Regions from separate parts of the Zea mays genome. Here region 2 is linked to region 1. The links are chromatin contacts, called in public Hi-C maps. All regions are on one chromosome and are shown on one strand. Each heading gives the region's core, a stretch centred on a gene start, on an enhancer-like site or on the middle of the called end of the contact. The rest is flanking DNA. Distances are from core to core; before and after follow the strand shown.

What was found. Hi-C and Micro-C count contacts between places; a contact is called where the count stands out from the background.
Region 2: a Hi-C map of tassel shows a contact between it and region 1, with 2.6 times the contacts expected there. The contact joins the promoter of LOC100216595 here to the promoter of LOC103627361 in region 1. A contact is called at or near these places in 4 of 25 Hi-C or Micro-C datasets (ear, endosperm, leaf and 1 more).

What each region holds. Positions count from the first base shown.
Region 1 is chr5:182,951,765-182,955,657 of Zm-B73-REFERENCE-NAM-5.0, forward strand. It overlaps LOC103627361 (60S ribosomal protein L6-like), which reads right to left and starts at 2,510. Exons shown (of 4, transcript NM_001374459.1): 1 at 2,199-2,510; 2 at 2,000-2,106; 3 at 1,178-1,359; 4 at 655-1,095. The coding sequence starts at 2,413. The coding sequence ends at 940.
Region 2 is chr5:183,094,382-183,097,932 of Zm-B73-REFERENCE-NAM-5.0, forward strand. It overlaps LOC100216595, which reads right to left and starts at 1,774. Exons shown (of 8, transcript NM_001143009.1): 1 at 1,400-1,774; 2 at 1,163-1,304; 3 at 960-1,038; 4 at 735-859; 5 at 1-79. The coding sequence starts at 1,617.

The DNA.
Region 1 (3,893 bases), core at 1,260-3,759:
ATTGTATATTAGTATTAGTTATTAGTTCCGGATATCGACTCTAAGAGTTCTTTCTTCCGTGATAGAGGCTCAGAAGAGGATTCTATTAGGAGAGAAGCACATAGGTCAACCTGCTTCAAATATGGAATAGTTTTCATATCAATCTTTGCCTATTAGGCAAGAGGATAGCAAGTTCAAAGGTAGAACATAGGTTTCTATTACTATAAATTCATAAATCAGTTAATGTGAAATTCATAAATTAGTTAATGGGAGGGACACCATTATCCTTTTTCTTATGTGTTTCTAAGAGAAGAAATTTGAGTCAAGTGTTCAACTAATTCTTAGCCAATTAGGGTAATTCTTAGCCAATTAGGGGGTGTTTGGTTCCACCAAACTAGAGTTTCATACCACAATACCACGTCACATCAAATGTTTGAATGACAATTACAAGTACTAATTTAACTTTGATTGATTTAATTTAAGCTATTTGGCAGTAGAGTTTATTACAAGTATTAATTTAACTTTGATTGGTTTAAAAAACAAGGTTCGCAAAACTATGAATAACACTGTTTAACAGTTAACAATGTTTGCAGAGAAAAGTTTGAAATAGAAAATGTCCTGGAGATAGCCTTAGCTCAACTAGTAACTAAAACCTAACTCATCCAAACATGCTCTTAGTGGAACGGTTAAGACGTTCAAAGATAGCAAAAAAACACGACAGTCAGCAATTCAAACAAAATATGATCTTAAGACAACATTGACCTACACAAAGAACCAAAAGCAGATAACGCCATGCTGAACCACCAATACCGATAAAACTTTCTTAGATCTTCTCATAATATTTGACAGACTTCAAGCAGAATGAAACAAGGTAGGCCTTCAGCTCTGGGAGACCATCTCGTGGGGCTTGTCACAAGAGAGCACAGCCAAAGCGACTTCCTCCGAACTCCAAAACTCGGTTTAGAAGACCATCTCGTGGGGCTTGTCACCATCCCTAAGGGAGAACCGAGCGCCAAGATAGGCCTTCAGCTCTGGGATAGCCTCAATAGCCTTGATCAGAGCAGCATCCACGGCCTTCTGGTCATCCTTTTTGAAATCAGGCAGAGACTTGGACGCCTGCAGATTCAAAAGATATGAAGCAGCACAACCAGATGCCAAGGGTGGATGCAAGAATGGGTCATGTTACTCAGATACCAACCTCCTTCTCTGTCTCAAAAAGCTCACCCTCCGTCTTCTTCACCTTCTGCTTTTTCTCCCTGGCAAAGTACTTGTCATCAAACTTCGCGACATCAACACCAGAGATGTCAACCTTGGTTGATGTAGCAATGACATAGGTCTGGTTGACACGACGGATCGGTACTCCATTGATCTTGAATGGACCTGAAAGATAGCGAAAACATCAAGAAACTAATGACAAGAATACACCAGACAAGCTGCAGGGTAGAGCTGTAATGGTGAACATAATCGTTTATTCGTTTTATCAACTTTTAAGTAATTTTTATAAATCCAAGCATTCCTAGGAGTCTTACTTGAATTAACATAATAATAATGTTTCCTGCACGTCAAAGACATGAGAATGCAGATGTTACCAAAGAATCAACGATTATATATCACCCACATATGAAAAATTGCCATAGTCCAAACTGGATTTTGGATTCCTTAAAAACTCGGTTCGACAATTCATGTAAATGTGTATTCAGGTTCCTCAAAAACTCGGTTCACCTATCCAAGTAAATGTGTAGTTGCAAGATAATCTTCAAAGTACCTAATTATTCCAATTTCCAACTGCTAATATATACACCACGTTTCACACCAGACTACAAATAATATAGTTCCAGATTGAGGTAAACATTTACAACTTTCAACTGATTAAGCCTAAACTAAAAAAACTTAAGTACGATGTACGGAACTACGGATAGATATAGATTCGCACATCTCGGCTAGTTGGCTGTGGTTAGGGGCAGCGACGCGACTGACCACGGAAGCACACCAAAGGAATAAGTGGACCAAGCGTGCTCACCAGAGACGAGGAGCAGGCCGGAGTTGAGCTGCTTGAGGAACACCACTCTCTTCCCCATGAAGCGCCCCGCGAGGAGGATCAGCACCGTCCCAGGCGTGATGCTCGACCTGAACAAACGAAGGGCGACTGGAATCGAACCTCCAGGCAAAATAAACACGAACACCACGCGGGCAGCGACTTAAAGGAATGGCTTCGGCACCTGAGCTTGGTGGGATTAGGCTTGCGGGTGCTGGGAACGCGAGGCTTGACGTCGTCGGCGGGGTAGAACTTGGGTTCCGCGGCGGCGGCGGGCTTCTCGGCCTTGGGGAAGACGCCGCCGTTCTTGGCCTTGATGGCCCAGAGCCCACGGCGGTGGTACGCGTGCGACCGCGACGCGCGCTTGATGCCCATCGACAGCTTCGACGTCGGCGCCATTGGGTAGGAGCGTTGCGAGGCGCTGCTTCCGCGTGGAGACTGGGAGCGGCGGCGGCGGGGGACGAATGGAGGCGAAGGTTTGGTCTCGGGATTTATGTGTGCGGCGTGTAGAGCTGGAAACCCTAGATCGTTGGGCTCATCTGCGTGTAGTAGTGGGCCTAAACGTTGAGGCCCATGCATCTCTCATGCGGGTGGCGTTTACACGAGTTCACAGCCATTTCAGGACCTGTTTAGAACGAAGAAAATAATTATGTTACCGTTAAATTTCTGCATGTATTGTGAAAAAAATGTTCCGTTTTAGCAGTGCATTGAGCGTGTTTGGATTTGAAGTTCTAAAACCAGACTTAAATATAGTTTCCTTTGGTAAAAAAATCTAAGAAATGGTTCGAATTTGCAAGTAATATATTGTTGTACCCCGTGTGAATGTCGATATTGGAGCACTGATTTGAAAATTGGAATAAGTTTTTCTAAAATTTATTGTTTGGTTGCACACGGAATTGAGATTTGGAATCAGAGACATAATTCCTTGAAATTCAACTATAACTAGAAACTCCCTCTTCCAATACACAGTGTCGCCCCTCTGAATTGGGTGGAATTATACCGCACAATTCCGAACTCTAATTCAGCGACATCCAAACAATAAAATTTGAATTACATATCATTCCAATATCATGGCTGGTTTGGAATTGGATCCAATTCAATTCCCTGCCTTCCAATATTGACATCCAAATGGAGCCTAGGTGTCATCAATAAATCTACTATAGTGTTACCCGAAATAATGTTTAATAGTTGAAAGCATTTAGGCCTCCAGTTGATTTTGGTAATCAATGACAATATAAAATTATTGTGATTAACATGTGTGTCGGGGACCATAATTAGGGGTACCCTCAAGACTCCTAATCTCAGCTGGTAACCCCCATCAGCACTAAGCTGCAAAGGCCTGATGGGTGCGATTAAGTCAAGGATCGGTCCACTCAAGGGACACGATCTCGCCTCGCCCGAGCCCAGCCTCGGGCAAGGGCAGCCGACCCCGGAGGATTTATGTCTCGCCCGAGGACCCCCTCCAGCAACGGACACACCTTCGGCTCGCCCGAGGCCCAGTCTTCACCAAAAAGCAACCTTGGCCAAGTCGCCACGCCGACCGACCGTATCGCAGGAGCATTTAATGCAAAGGTGGCCTGACACCTTATCCTGACGCGCGCCCTTCAGTCAACAGAGCCGAAGTGACCGCAGTCACTTCGCCGCTCCACTGACCGGCCTGACAAGAGGACAGCGCCGCCTGCGCCGCTCCGACTGCTGTGCCACTCGACAGAGTGAGGCTGACAGCAGCCAAGTCCGGCCTCAGGCGCCATAGGAAACTCCGCATCGCCCGACCCTAGGGCTCGGACTCAGGCTCGACCCCGGAAGACGACGAACTCCGCATCGCCCGACCCTAGGGCTCGGACTCGGGCTCAGCCCCGGAAGACGATGAACTCCGCAT
Region 2 (3,551 bases), core at 524-3,023, 140 kb after region 1:
GGCCATCCACAATGGAGAAGACAAATACATGGTCATGGAAAGGTTTTGCTTTACGGTGATCTTTAGGAGTAGCAAATATCTGCACAAGTACAGGTAATGGTTTCACGATCATGTTTTGCAAGAATCTTCTAGTTCGTAAGAACTTATTTGTCCCATAAGCAGATGAACATGAAAGTTCACATACATCATCAACAAAAGTTGGTTTGATAGTATAATAAGCAGTATTAACTTCATATACACCCATCTTTTTGTTATACAGTGCAGTGGAAATGCAAGATTAGATAGCAGCATGCATGATGTTATTATGTTCTTATCGTTTCCAAAAAAGAAAGAACTAGAGCCAACATATGATAACCTTCAGTAGTTCAGTGCATGTGGATTAAAATCCAGCAAAAAAGCTAATACAATTTCATTTTTGAAAATTTCGACATTTACCACTGCGTCAAACACCAGTCTGCTCTTTTACCACAGGGTGTCGCAATGACAAGTGGGTCTTGGTCCATCTGTCATTGACACATTCCAGTGCTAAAATAGCAAGGTGGAGTCTGACCCTGTTGTATGTTTGCAAAATCCTCTTAGATTTTTATCATTAGAAAACCAAGTTGTTTCTATAACAAAGAGAAAACGACACATGCAAATCTGGATAACTGGATAGATCAGGGCAGTTCATCAACATCTTAAAAAATGATTAGCAACATGTAGGTACAGCATAACATGTGAAAACAATTACATACATGAGTTATAATTTCCTTCACAAGCTTCCAATGAGGTTGCTCATCAAAATTTGTAGAAAATGTAAGAAGTGGCCGTGACCCTTTCAGATGGTTACCCGTAAGCTTCAACTCCTCCATGGTGTGAACTACATCATCACATCGTGATTAATCATTAAGTCACGACAAAAGCATACAAATTATAAACTGGAGTGCATAAGACAGCCACAGTGTAAGTATTATTCATACCAGCATTAACTAGAAATTTCACTGATGGTCCTCCAGGAGACTTCACCATCCAAAGGTAAAGATCCTTCTGTTTTCGGCACTGTAATACATGAAGGAAAAAACTTTCAATGTTAACAGAACTGTAATAAATGTAAGCAAAAAAGACCATGTCAATGGTAACAAGATTTCCACCATGGGGTGGAAGCATAGTAGAAGAGCCATACCTCGAAGAAGAGACAACTGGAGCAGCTCCTGAGCTCGAGCATCTCGTTGAGAGCGTTCCCCTTGCTCTGCTTCGACTCGACCTTGCTGTCCTTCTTCGCGTGCGGGAGCATCGACAACACGTCCTGCATCAGATGACGATACCTACGTCGAGCACGCACGAGTGAATGGAATCATCCTCATACACCACAGGAAACGAGGCACGACACTGCATGAGGGGAAAAAAAGGGAGCACTCACCTGTACGTGATGCGGCGGGAGCAGGTGATGAGTACCTTCTCCCTGTTCCTAAACGGCGCCACCGCGGCCCTGGAGGCCGCGGAGTCAGGCACGGCGTCGGGGGCCGGATCCTTGAAGCCGAAGAGCGTGCGCTCCGGGCGCGCCGGTGCGGAGTCGTCTGGCTTCTCTGCGCCGGCCGTCTCTGCCTGGGCGTCGGTGTGCTTCCGCTTCTTCGCCATGGCACTAGGTGCGCTTCCGCGTGGGCTCGAAAGCGCCGCCGCGGCGGCGAACTGTCAGTGCCTGAAGGGAGCACCGGAGCAGGCGCGGGGAGGCGAGCACGACGGTGAGCTAGGGTTTAACTGTTAAACTCGGCCGCTAGACAGAGAGAGACGCGCCAAGTAGGCCTGATAGGCCAGGATAGCCTAGCAGTGCTTATCATCCATCACAGGCCAGGCCGAGACGGTCGTGTAAGTAGGTAGGCCAGCCCATTATTCATAGGGGCTGTTTTGGTTCATCTTTTTTCTGACCAGCTTTTCTGAAAATTTAGCTGGGGGAGAATCTGAATATCATTACGATTACATATGGAGAAAAATAAAGTTGTTCATAGGGCTCAGGATCTAGAAAGTGACGGATTTCTACTATTACAATGACTCAACCGATTATGTGTTTATGTTGATTTTGGATGGTTTTTGCCCCAACAAATTTTATAGAAGCTGGTTGAAAAGCTAAGCGTTTGGCAGTCCGCAACAGCTTTTGGTGGCCAGAAGCTGTCAGAAACCGAAACAAACAGGGCCATAGACTCTTATTCATAAGTTGTTTGCGGTTTACCCGACTAGTAACCCGTGCGAGTGCGAGTATGATAACAAATTTATACCCGTGAACTTATATAAGTAACCCTAAGAGTATAATTTTTTGATGAATATATATATATATATATATATATATTGGTACTACAGGATATCCTTATTTGGACCCCATCAAATAAAGTTTAGTGTGCGTCATGTCATTTACTTGAATATCAACTAACAGTATTAAATATATTCTAATTAAAAACTAATTGCCCACATGAAGAAATAAACTATGAAATGAATTATTAAGCCTTATTAATCTACGTTTAGCAAATGATTACTACAACATCAAATGAACAAATCATGAACTAATTAGGTTTAATAGATTTGTCTTATTGTTTAGTTTTGTATAATTAGTTTTATAACTAGAATCCTTACCTCGGTGTTTAGATGCTAGCTAGAAGTATTAAATATAGTATAATTATACAACTAATTATATAGATAGAGATTAAACGACAATATAACCTTATCAAACCTAATTAGTACATAATTTACTCATATAATACTACAATAAAAATTTACTAATCATAGATCAATTAAACTTAATAAATCCGTCTCGCTGATTAATCTACATCTATATAATTAATTTTAAACTATACATTTATTATTAGTATTAAAATATTTGATTTATAACTAGTATTAACATATTTGATTTGAGACGGACTAAGGTCGCGTTCGTTTTGGCCTGTTGGGCGTGTTTCGGGCCTGGTTCCAGGGGAAAGAAATAGCCTGGTTTTGAATTGGGTCGTCCATCCAAAAGGTGTTCGTTTAGGGTTGGGAAGAAATGGACTGGTTTCGAATTGGCCCGGTGTGAACTTCTTTTTCTTCCACCACTGTCTGGCATTAATCCTCGTCTGGTGGCGTCCTGGTCCAATCCGTAACCCTGGCGGCGGAGGAGGCGAAGAGACGCCGGCGCCAGGTGACAGCGTGGCGGCGCCAGGTGACGGCGTGGCGGCGCGAAGCAGCGACGACGGCCATCCTCCCTGCTAGGGATGAAAACGGTCGGAAACGGAATTTATTCGGTAATCAGTTTTTTCTTTGATTGCGAATAAATAGGATATAGAATATACAATATAAATTTATATTCTTGTTTTTAACATCCAGCTTATTAAGATTCATAAAAGGTAAACCTCAAATTCATCATATATTTTCTCAAATAATAGATATAAACTTCGGTATGGATTCGGAAATAAATTCGGTAATTTTTTCAACTTTTTGTGTTGTAGGGAGCAAATAATATATAAAACAACTTATATAATATTTTATTCATATTTGTACTAATGTGCTTGATAACATAAGAAAAGATCAACATCAAATTTTATACA